2 separate regions of the Mus musculus genome follow, and region 1 is linked to region 2. A link is a contact called in public HiChIP or PLAC-seq data. All regions are on one chromosome and are shown on one strand. Each heading gives the region's core, a stretch centred on a gene start, on an enhancer-like site or on the middle of the called end of the contact. The rest is flanking DNA. Distances are from core to core; before and after follow the strand shown. Region 1 holds the start of Cep41 (centrosomal protein 41). Region 2 overlaps Cpa4 (carboxypeptidase A4).

The links. HiChIP or PLAC-seq counts read pairs in DNA pulled down with a chosen protein or histone mark.
Region 1: a contact with region 2 is called in an H3K4me3 HiChIP or PLAC-seq map of forebrain, with 2.7 times the contacts expected there. The contact joins the promoter of Cep41 here to the enhancer-like site in region 2. A contact is called at or near these places in 16 of 39 promoter capture datasets (the 3T3-L1 cell line, 3T3-L1-derived adipocytes, cranial neural crest and 10 more), 4 of 484 Hi-C or Micro-C datasets (cerebral cortex, embryonic stem cells, muscle stem cells and 1 more), 5 of 115 datasets of contacts at active chromatin or transcription factors (embryonic basal ganglia, embryonic forebrain, embryonic limb bud and 2 more) and 2 of 9 other capture datasets (adipose tissue and liver).

The regions. Positions count from the first base shown.
Region 1 is chr6:30,691,146-30,696,297 of GRCm38.p6, forward strand. Cep41 (centrosomal protein 41) reads right to left here and starts at 2,604. Exons shown (of 11, transcript NM_031998.3): 1 at 2,492-2,604. The coding sequence starts at 2,524.
Region 2 is chr6:30,577,381-30,582,545 of GRCm38.p6, forward strand. Cpa4 (carboxypeptidase A4) reads left to right here. Exons shown (of 11, transcript NM_027926.3): 5 at 2,197-2,298; 6 at 3,517-3,621; 7 at 4,264-4,374. Among named protein-coding and RNA genes, the nearest start is that of Cpa4, 12 kb to the left of the region's middle. Within about 2 kb of position 3,116, at least 28 of the 459 cell types and tissues checked have an H3K27ac peak or open chromatin away from gene starts, as enhancers often do. A contact at or near this core is called in cerebral cortex, embryonic forebrain, forebrain and 1 more, where this site is marked.

The DNA.
Region 1 (5,152 bases), core at 1,354-3,853, 110 kb after region 2:
GCTGTCCTGGAACTCACTCTAGATCAGGCTGCGATAAAAGGTGTAAGCCACCATCACCCAACATAAACTTAAATTTCTTAAAGCAGAAAGACAAAAATAGGAGATAGAAGTGGAAAAAAATCAGAACCAGTTTATATGGGTATAATATCAAAATGCTGAACCCGAGAAAGAGGGTGGAGGAAATGAAGTCAACTGTAAAATAACTCAAGAAAAAATTTACAGACTAGAAAGATATAAGGTTCTGGTGTTTATCAAAGTGAATGAGAACAGGCCATAACAAGGAATCCTTTGTGAAATGTTCTAACACAGGGAACAAAATGAAGCTTCCTGAAAGGAACAACAAGTCACAAAGCAACAGGATGGCTTTGGATTTTTCTACAGACACACTGGCTGCTGGGTCACAGCACAATGTTTTCAAGATGTTGTTTTCCAACCATGAAATCTATCTTCAGCCACACACTCAGGGGAAAAAAAAGAAGAATAAGAATGTAGAATGGAGACAGTTTTAGATAGGATATTTTGGGTACAAAAACACATATGCATTCTTTCTCAAGAATTCCTGGAAGTGGCCCTCCACTCAAAGAAGGCAGTAAAGACAGCAAGTGTTTACATCCTTCCTCTTCTGACGGACTCTTTGTCCTATATTTCCGGCTTCCTTCAGGAGAGCCCATGAATGGTCCCAGCTGGGGATGGAAGTCATCTGCCTTGATGCCCTCTCTCAAGGGCGATCATGCTTGATGGTGGGTTTTACACCTAATAGTTCTCTTTCATTCTGCCCCGACTTCCTAGCATCAGTTCAGACATATGGCAACATAACCACCTCATCAATGTCTCCGCTCCTCGACACAGCCTGTCCAACTCCATCCACCACAGTGTGGCTATGATGGTGCCTAAAATGCAAGTCTGAGCACATGACTAAAACTCCTTAGAAGCTTCTTGCGTGCTGACCAGTAGGCAGGATAATGGTATTCCCAATCTTGAACTACCCAGCCCACCCCATCACAGGCATCTAATATTGATATTATTTTAGTTGACAAAACATAATTTATTTCTAGGAAAAAAAGGTTGACATGCACACACTGTGCAATTATTAAGTTAGTAAATATCGTCATTACCTCCCTTGTTGTGAGGAGAGGTTTGGAATGTTCTCTTGGCTAATCTGAGATGTACATTAAATTTATATTTTAGTCACCCTGCTGTGTCATCTCCTGTGCCATCTCAAAAGTTTAGTTCTCCTAACAAACTTTCTACCCTGCGACCAGCATCTCTTTGTCCCAGACGCTATATCCCTAACTTCTGGTGACCATTATTCTAATTTCTACTTCACTGAGTTGGACTTTAGACTCCAAATGTAAGTGACACTGTGTAATATTTACACATCACTATCAAGGTTTAGTAGTGGCGGCACATGCCTTTAAATTCCAGTATCTATGAGGCAGAGGCAGGTGGATCTCTTTAAGTTTGAGGCCAGCCTAGTCCACATAGTGAGTTCCAGGACAGCTGGAGCTACATAGTGAGACTGTCTCAGAGACAACCAACCAACCAAACAACAACAACAAAAAACAACCAAACAAACAAAAAACCCCACCAAAATAACAGACATTACTATCATGGCACTCCAATACACATGCCACAGTTTCCGACACCAGGCATTCAACAAGAAATCCAAGACCTACAACTGGTGTTTGCTATGAAGGTGCAGAAGGCCCCTCTCAAATTGCCTTTTGTTCTGTAGACTCCTACTGGGACTTGGTCGGAGTTGAAGCTCTCCTTGGCTTTACACAGGCTGTTCTAGCAAGCTCTTCACCTGACTCACGAGTGGCCTTGATGGGTTGGGGCCTTTTCAGCTCAAGAACGCCCCTCCTTCTCTCAGCTTGAGTGCTGTCTTTCCTCCTCCATCTCTCTCCCGAAGCTCACCAATTTCCATCACTAGACTGAACTCTACTGTAGAGACTCTGTCGTTCTCTTTGTAGGTCTGGTTACTTGTTTGGTAAGGGTCAAATAACACTGGGTGACATTAAACTGCTACAAATGCACAAGGGCACTGAGGGTAAAGGAGAACAAAGGGCCCTATTTTGCTCCCTTTGCAAGGGCGGCTTGGCCTGGGGTACCCCAACTCAGAAGTGATGGGCCCCTTCACCTCCTTCCATGTTTTGGGGGTCTTTGATTTTTACTTTGTTTGCAGGTGTCACTCCTAGACTGTAAACTCTTTGAGGGCAGGGGCTGTGTCTTTATGTACTTGGCTCCTCCAAGCCTCGAACGTCGGTGTCCGGTGGGTCTTTGTGGGGCGAGCACGCCCGGCACCGGCGGGTGCCACTGACGTGGAGCCTCGGCCTGCCCCGCCCCAGGCCCTGCGCTCGGCCCCCTCCTCACGCTGGCCACTTCCCGCCTTCCGGGCGGCGGAAGTGGCCGGCTGTTCGTCCCTGCCCACGTGGCGCCTTTTCCGGTGCGCCCGCCCCCTCCGGCTCTCGGGTCCGGACCTGGCCCTCACCTCAGGATTCCCAATGTGCCTCCGGGCAGACATATTTGCTCCAACCGACCACGCTCGGGGTTCTAGCCTCACGTCTGGCTACTAATCTAGCTTCCTACCCCCCTCCAGCCCCCACTCAGCCGCCTCCCTGTAACCTCTCTTCCGATTGGCTCGGCTGCCCAGGCCAGCCAATAGAAGCTCCGTTTACTGCTTCGGCCCGGGCGGGGAGAGCAAAAAAAGCTGCTCAATGGTTGCCAAGGGCAACGCGGGACGCCCGCTAGCGCAGCTTGGATCCTGGCGCCCAGCTCCTGCCTGAGCGCGGGAAGGAAGGGGGAGGGGCTCCGGCGCCTGCGCAGACCTGAGAAGGGGGGGGGGGGGAGGGTCTGGCCTCAGGCTGGAGAGAGAACACAAATTCACCACAGGTCCCCCCAACCCTTTGTAAAGTCTTTCTAACCAAACATCGGGGCTACTTCTTCCACGGCAAAGGACATGATTTGGGCCAGGGATGTTCAACTGGAACGAGAGTGCATAGTTTATTATGTTCAGGTCTTAAGTTATTATGCAAATTATGCAAAATATCATAAGTAAACACAGTAATTATTGTTGCTCTAAAAGCTTTTAGTCTAGCGAAAGAACAGCAACCTTAATTGCAAAGAGCACACACCGTTCAGTGGTTCATCATTCATTTAACAAGTATTTAATAAGCACCTTATGAAGAAAGCGGCAGTATGTTTTGTGGAGGATGGGAAAGATGACTAAAATCCGATCCCGTTGTCATGGAAACCATTGTAACTCCTGCCACCAACCACCACCTGTTCTCATTCCAGATCTGAAAATTAAGTCCTAGCACCTTTACAAAACAATTACCCACACAGTTTGACTTGGCTCCTAAATGTCCCACCAAATCCATCAAAATTACTATTTCATTTTACAGGGAAGAAACAGCACAGTAACCCTTTGTCCTGTGCTCTAAGTCGTTTTTTTTTCCAGGAATAGAGAAAGGTTCCATTGGTTTGTTCATACTGGCTAGCTCTGTGTTAATAACAACATCCATGTGAACTATGGCAGGGTCTACGCAGATGACCTAGTCAACAACGTGGTCTCTCATACCCTGTCGTGCCTCATAGCAACTTCAGGAACCTGCTCTTAGGGCCGTATCTTGGATCAAGTCATTCAGACTGGACCTCCAGGATCTTGGACTATTGTCCTAACTGCCCCTTGTACTGTGTTTAGTGTTTAATACCTACCAAGGTTTATCTTAAATCCCTTTACCATGTCTAGTCTTTAACCCTTCTAAAATTCCCACTCATCATTCTATTAGAATGAAGGATTGGGGGCTGCAAAGGTTAGAAGGGAGTAGATAGGGTGTATTTATCACATCTTTGCATAGCGAACCCCTGTGCAGCTTGGAGTTGGAGTAACTCTAGCTTTAATTTTTTTTTCAAATCCTATTATTAACGATGGTTCTTAAATGCTTTAACCTTCCTTGTAGCCCACCACCCCACCAGAGGTAGTAGAAAAGAAAGGATATGTGGGAAATGGACCTGTTTAGAAAGGTTCTTTGGAGCAACTCAGTGTTGTCTGGAAATCGGCAGTTCAATTCACAGGTTAGCAGGCAGCGGCAGCTTGATCTAGTTGCAAATACCTCACGGATACACCAGGGGTCCAGTTCGGTAAAGTTGGCTTAGCAACAGTGGTGACAAGACCTAGCAGAGACAGCCTGGCCCCAGCCTCAACTTGAGTCAGCAGGAGGGACCATCGGGAACCCAAGGAGAAGTTCTCTGTTGTGCCTCTCTCAGGAAAGTGAAGGCCAGCAAAGACCACCGAGACCCACCAGTGTTGCACAGCTAACTGTATGAGCAAGCCGGGCTCTGTCTCCGTCATTCCTTGGAGTCCCATTTATGCCTTTCACACATCAAGTGTCCTCCACGTGCCTTGCCTCAGCACACGTCTTACCTCAGCAGGACGCTTGCCTAAAGCACAGGCATCCAGTCAGCCCCAGTCCTTGGAAGCCGCAACAAACTGCAGCACACCACCAGAAGGGTTTTTTTTGGTGCATTTTTCTCTACTGTGTCCGAACAAATGCAGATCAACAATACAATGTAGCTCAACAACACAATGTAAAGCAGACCGATACATGCGTGTTGTTAGCAAAGAATCCTTCATCACCTGTCCTTTTATGCACTTGCTTTAGAACATCCTCTCTCCTGTGTCTGCTTTAGACACAGTTCCCTCATGAATCGGCCTTAGCCTTTCCCACCTGTGTCCACTTTAACGAAACTTTCCTTCACGTGTTTGTCATAGCAAAACACCATCCAAATGACTTCTCAGAGAACCCTTACATTTCCACTTCAAAGTGACCATAGGGATTATGGGTAGAAAATTTGGAAACGGACATGTGGGATGGCTTTGTTGTCAAGGTCCTGGCTGCCAAAGTGAGTGACCTGAGGTCAATCCCTGGAACCTACATGGTGGAAGGGGAGGGGAGGACCAACTACTTGCAAGTTGTCCTGTGACTTCCATGCATGTACACACGCAAGCATACTCAGAGACTAAATGAGGGAGAAAAGGAATAAGAAGGGGCCAAAGCCCAGAGGTTGGAGGAAAGGAAGAAAGGAGAAACTTGAAGGCTATAGGTGAAGCGATAGAGGTCCATGAAGTGGGGTAAGCAAGATGAGAACC
Region 2 (5,165 bases), core at 1,866-4,365:
GTTTTTAGATCTCCAGTGGGAAATCTACATTTGTTTCTGCCAGGGCGTCTGGTTTCAGGTCCTTTGTGTGTTGATGGTTGGCTTGTGAATTTGCATCCCACATCAGGGTATAGCTTGGAGGTTTTTAAAAACAAAGTTTCTATCTATCTGTCTATCTATCTATCTATCTATCTATCTATCTATCTATCTATCTATCTATCATCTATCTGTGTGTAGGTGTGCATGTGCCTTGTGGAAATCAAGAGAACAATTAATTTTCTCCTTCCACCGTATGGGCACCAGGAATCAAACTCAGAACTCCCGTCAGGCTTGATAGCATGTGCTCTTACCTGCCAATCAATGGCCCCAGCCTGGCTGGTTGGCTGGCTTCCTTCTTTCCTTTCTTTTTCTTCTCTCTTCTCTTCTCTCCTCCCCTCCCCTCCCCTCTCCCTCTCTTCCTTCCTTCCTTCCTTCCTTCCTTCCTTCCTTCCTTCCTTCCTTCCTTCCCTTCCTTCTTTCTTTTAGCATGTCTCACTATGGTTGTTCTAGAACTTGTTATGTAGATCAGGTTAGTCTTCCTTCTGCCTCCTGAGTGCTGGGGTTAAAGGCAGATTCTACCCCACCCCAACTTGTTTTAACTTTTTTGTAGGTTACTCTCTTTTTCTCATGGCCCAAGGTATCTACTCTGCTTTTCTTCAGTCTTTAGAGTCCAAGGGCTGGGAGAGTTTCCAAGAGGTCCCTTCCCCTTTATTTTGAGCAAAGTCGTATGTAGTACCTTAGCATGGCCCCTGACTCCCCATGTAGTTGAGGATGACCTGGAGCTCATGGTCCTTCTACCTCTACCTTCTGAGTGCTGGCGTTACAGGTGTGTACTACCACCCCTGGTTTATGGGGTCCTGGGGATTGAATCCAGCAGCTCATGAACACTCAGTAGCGTTCTATTACCTGAGTTAGACACCCAACCTTCCAAGGCCTTTGTGTGTTAAACGAGCATTCTGTTCCTCTGCCACTCTCCACTTAAATTTTACTGATTAGTTTTTGAGACAGGGGTTCTCGTTGAACCCGGGCTCAGTGATTAACTAGTCACTGAGCCTCAGGGACCTTCCTATCTCTGCTCCCCTATCACTAGAGTCACAGGTACAGACTGCCACACCCAGATTTCTATGTGGTTGCTGGGATGGGGACTCAGGTTATCTTGGATGGCAAACATTTACTTTACTGAGCTATATTCCTAGCACTCTCTTTGCATTTATTAACATCCTTTTATATAGTATATACTTTATTTATATTTCAATATTTATATATTTCTTTTCTTTTTCTTTTTCTTTTTCTTTTTTCTTTTTGGTTTTTCAAGGCTGGGTTTCTCTGTATAACCCTGGCTATCCTGTAACTCACTTAGTAGACCAGGTTGGTCTTAAACTCAGAGATTCAACTGTTTCTCCCTCTCAAGGGCTGAGATTAAAGGTGCTACCACATATGGCTTCTTTTTTTATTTTATACTATACACAGCCTAGTTGTACTGATTATATGAAGACATCAAACACACTGTGAATGGTTTTTGTTTTGTTCTGTTTGCTGGTGGAGAACAATTTGGCAAACCCTGCTGTCCAGAGCCTTGATGAGCAGGTCTATTCTGATGATCCAGTCCAAGACAATGCAAAGAATCACATGCTGATGTTGGCAGTGGTGGCACACACCTTTAAGGCCAGGACTCAGGAGGCAAAGGCAGGAGGATCTCTGTGAGTTTGAGGACAGCCTGGTCTACAGAGTGAGTTCCAGGACAGGCAAGGCTACCCAGAGAAAACCAAAACAAGCCAAAGAATCATATTTTGGAGTAATATCTGTTTCAGTCTCTCTGCTTTATTCAAGGGGACTATAATTTTGCACACAATTGAAATGTGCTGACTTCTAGAAAACTGCAGAAAGCAGCTGTCCACTCAGCTCTGTGCCGACAGTGTGGCCAACTCCAAGGTCAGAGCCTCAGAAGAAACTTAACACTGACAAGATAAAGTTCACAGATACCCAACTCATAATGGGACAGAATTTTAAAACATCACTGGGTTGGGTACAGTAGCACAAGCCTACTATCCTAGCTCTTGGAAAAGTGAGATAGGAAGGGTCCAAGTTCAAGACCAGTATGTGCTACTTAGGAGCACCCTATCTCAACAAATTAAAAAAAAAAATTAAGTGTCTTTGGTTTGCTTTCCCACCCTTCAGATTTACCACGAGATGGACAGTATTGCCACAGACTTTCCTGAGCTGGTGAGCAGAGTGAAGATTGGAGAGACATTTGAAAAGCGGCCCATGTATGTTCTAAAGGTGAGGCCCAAGGCCCTTCCAAGTATCCTGACAGTACACAAATTTCTGGATCTGAGTTTCTAGGACTGAGCCCTTGGTCTGCTAATATAGGCAGTTTTTTTTTAGAGCCCTTGGTTCTAAGGAAGAGATCTGTAGTTCCGAGTCATCTTTGCATAATCAGATATTTTGATCTGATTGAATTCCATGCTTTTATCTACTGTAGGACTGTTAGAAAGAGCGTATCCCAGTCTATGTTTTGATTGGAAGGATCAAAAGAGAGGCCATTAGTATTCCTTAAGATTCTCAGAGGCCCATAGTCTGCCTTCATTCCCACCTAGCTGCTTAGTCAGGGTACAAACTCTGTTCTGCTTTTACAGCCTCTTCTTGGAAAAGAGTGTGGGATGCTTGCATTAAGGTAGATGTCATTTTTAAGCCCATTCTGGGGTTGTTGGCCACATGGAGCCCAATTTCCAGCTATTTCTAACACATTCGAGCCTCTCCTGGCAAAGGAGGCAGAGAGCTATGACAATGACATAAATTACGTAAGTAGTCCAGCTGAACACACAGAAAGGAATTTGGGCCTAAAAACCGTGGAACAACTGGTGGTGCTAAGAATTCGCCAGACCCTTAGCTTTGTAGAAGCCAGGTTTACAGCAAATACCAGGCAGAAGGGGTGCCATACCGCTGAGCTGGTTTCTGTAAAATAATTACATTTAGATTATTTGCCCATCTGATAGAGACCCTGGCTTCATTAGCCCCACGCTCTGACCCATGGAGCCCCAACGCTACAGCAAAGGCAGGAAGCAGAATTCATTACTGCCATTTACAAAGAGCTATAGTGAAGCCCTCTCCTTCGTAATTTAAAACCGAATCCATTTATTACACGAGCAGAACAGCCTGGTTCACGGACCCTTGTGTCTCTCTGTTGGGAAACCGTTTGAGAACTTTCAAGAGACACACTATTATTTCTAATCACACTAACATTCTGATCCACAGTAGCAATTGTTTCTCCTTCCCATTTACTCCCAAAGCTGGAGAGGTTTGGGCTGCCCAGAGCTTCAGCCAGCCAATTAAGCTCCCCGGTCACGGATAAGCGCGATAAATAGATGGTGCCCTTAGGAACATTTGGTCTCTGAATTATCTTAAATGAATTAAATGAATAGGAGCGGGCTGGGGAGAGGAGAGGTGAGGAGAGACGTGGACCGGCAGGTCATTTTCTGGCCCCTTTTCCCTCTGCAGTTCAGCACGGGAGGAGGCAAGAAGCGGCCAGCCATTTGGTTGAATGCAGGCATCCATGCCCGTGAGTGGATCTCACAGGCCACAGCCATCTGGACAGCGAGGAAGGTCATGTCGCCTGGAATTCGTCAAGGATTCTGGTGGGCCTGGGGTGGGGGACTGCAGCATCCCATGTAGCTGGGTCCAGGGGATGAGGTACAAGGTGATTGGCACAGACCTGGTAGGCTGGGACCTTTGCAGATGGGAGAAGTAAATAGTCTAAGGTCATCCCATTGTGGTTAAGTAACAGTGTTAGGGAGCAGGCTAATGTGCTTCAAACGTGGGCCTGAGAGACTGATTTACCGTGGGCCCTGCAAAAGGTATTGGAGCCTCAGTACCAAACTCAGATATGTTTTGTTTTCACCCCCTTCCAAGCCCCACAGGGCTTCTGGGTTCTCAGATTGCCCCCAAGATCCTTCAAGAAACAGTTTGAAGACAGTGCTGGGCAGAACGGGTAGTGTCTGTGGAAGGTGTGAACAAAGCCACCATCTCTCAGTCAACTACTTGTAGTTGATATTGTCATGCAATCCTGTCCCCTGGCTTTGAGGGACTCAAAGGCTTTTCAGAGAGCCCAGGGAGCTTCAGGGAGGTTTCAGAGAGTGGATACCATCTTATGGGAGAGGGGTCCTAGGTATCTCAGGGAAATACCTGGTTAGACCTACAGACCTAGCCCACCATGATGTAGCTGACAAGCACATTGTCTCTGCTTAGATTGTAACTGATTATAAAAAGGACCCGGCTATCACCTCCATCTTGAAGAAAGTGGATATTTTCTTGTTGCCCGTGGCCAATCCTGATGGATATGTGTACACGCAAAGCCAGGTGAGTGATTCGAATGGCCAGGGCCTAGACTGAATTTCCCAGGTGGATTCCACATTTCGTTGGTGCCCCTGGAGACCGTTTCTCCTAACTCGCGTGTTAGAAGCTCTCTTGGGATTTTTTTTCTTTTCTAGTTATCCTCTGAGCTGAGAATCGCCAGGGAATGTATTATTATTTTTAGAGAGAATAGTCTAAGGAACTCTCTATTGTGGGTCTTGAACAAATTTCAGCATTTTGCCTATCTTCTATTCATCTTTCTCTCTCCGACACGATTTATTTTCTTGACATATTATAAAGCAAATCCCAGACATCATGTTATTTCATCTACAACAACCTTAGTATGCATCTCTAGCTGATGATGATAATAATAATAATAAAAAAAACCCCAAACCCAGAACACTACTGTCACCTTTGAAAACTAATGGAAGTTCTTTAATATCCTCTAACACTCCCCATTATTTTAAAACTGTCTCCTAGGAGTCAATTTGTCGAAGCCAGAATCTAATAAGGTCTGTGCACTGCACCTGTGGCTGAGTCCCAGCAGTCTTCATTCATTCAGAAACACCCCAAACACGTCCTTTTAAAATGTCATTCATTTGCGGGAGAAACTAAGTAATTTCCTGTATAATGTCTCACATTCCGCGTCTGGCTGATAGCTTCTTTGTTGTCCGATTTAATTTGTTCCCTTATTCCCTAGTTGAGAGTGTGATTGGATTCAGGTGACTGTCTTAGACGACAATCAGCACCATGCGTGTCTGTGGCATGAGTGATTTTCAGTGGACAGTGCTTTGACT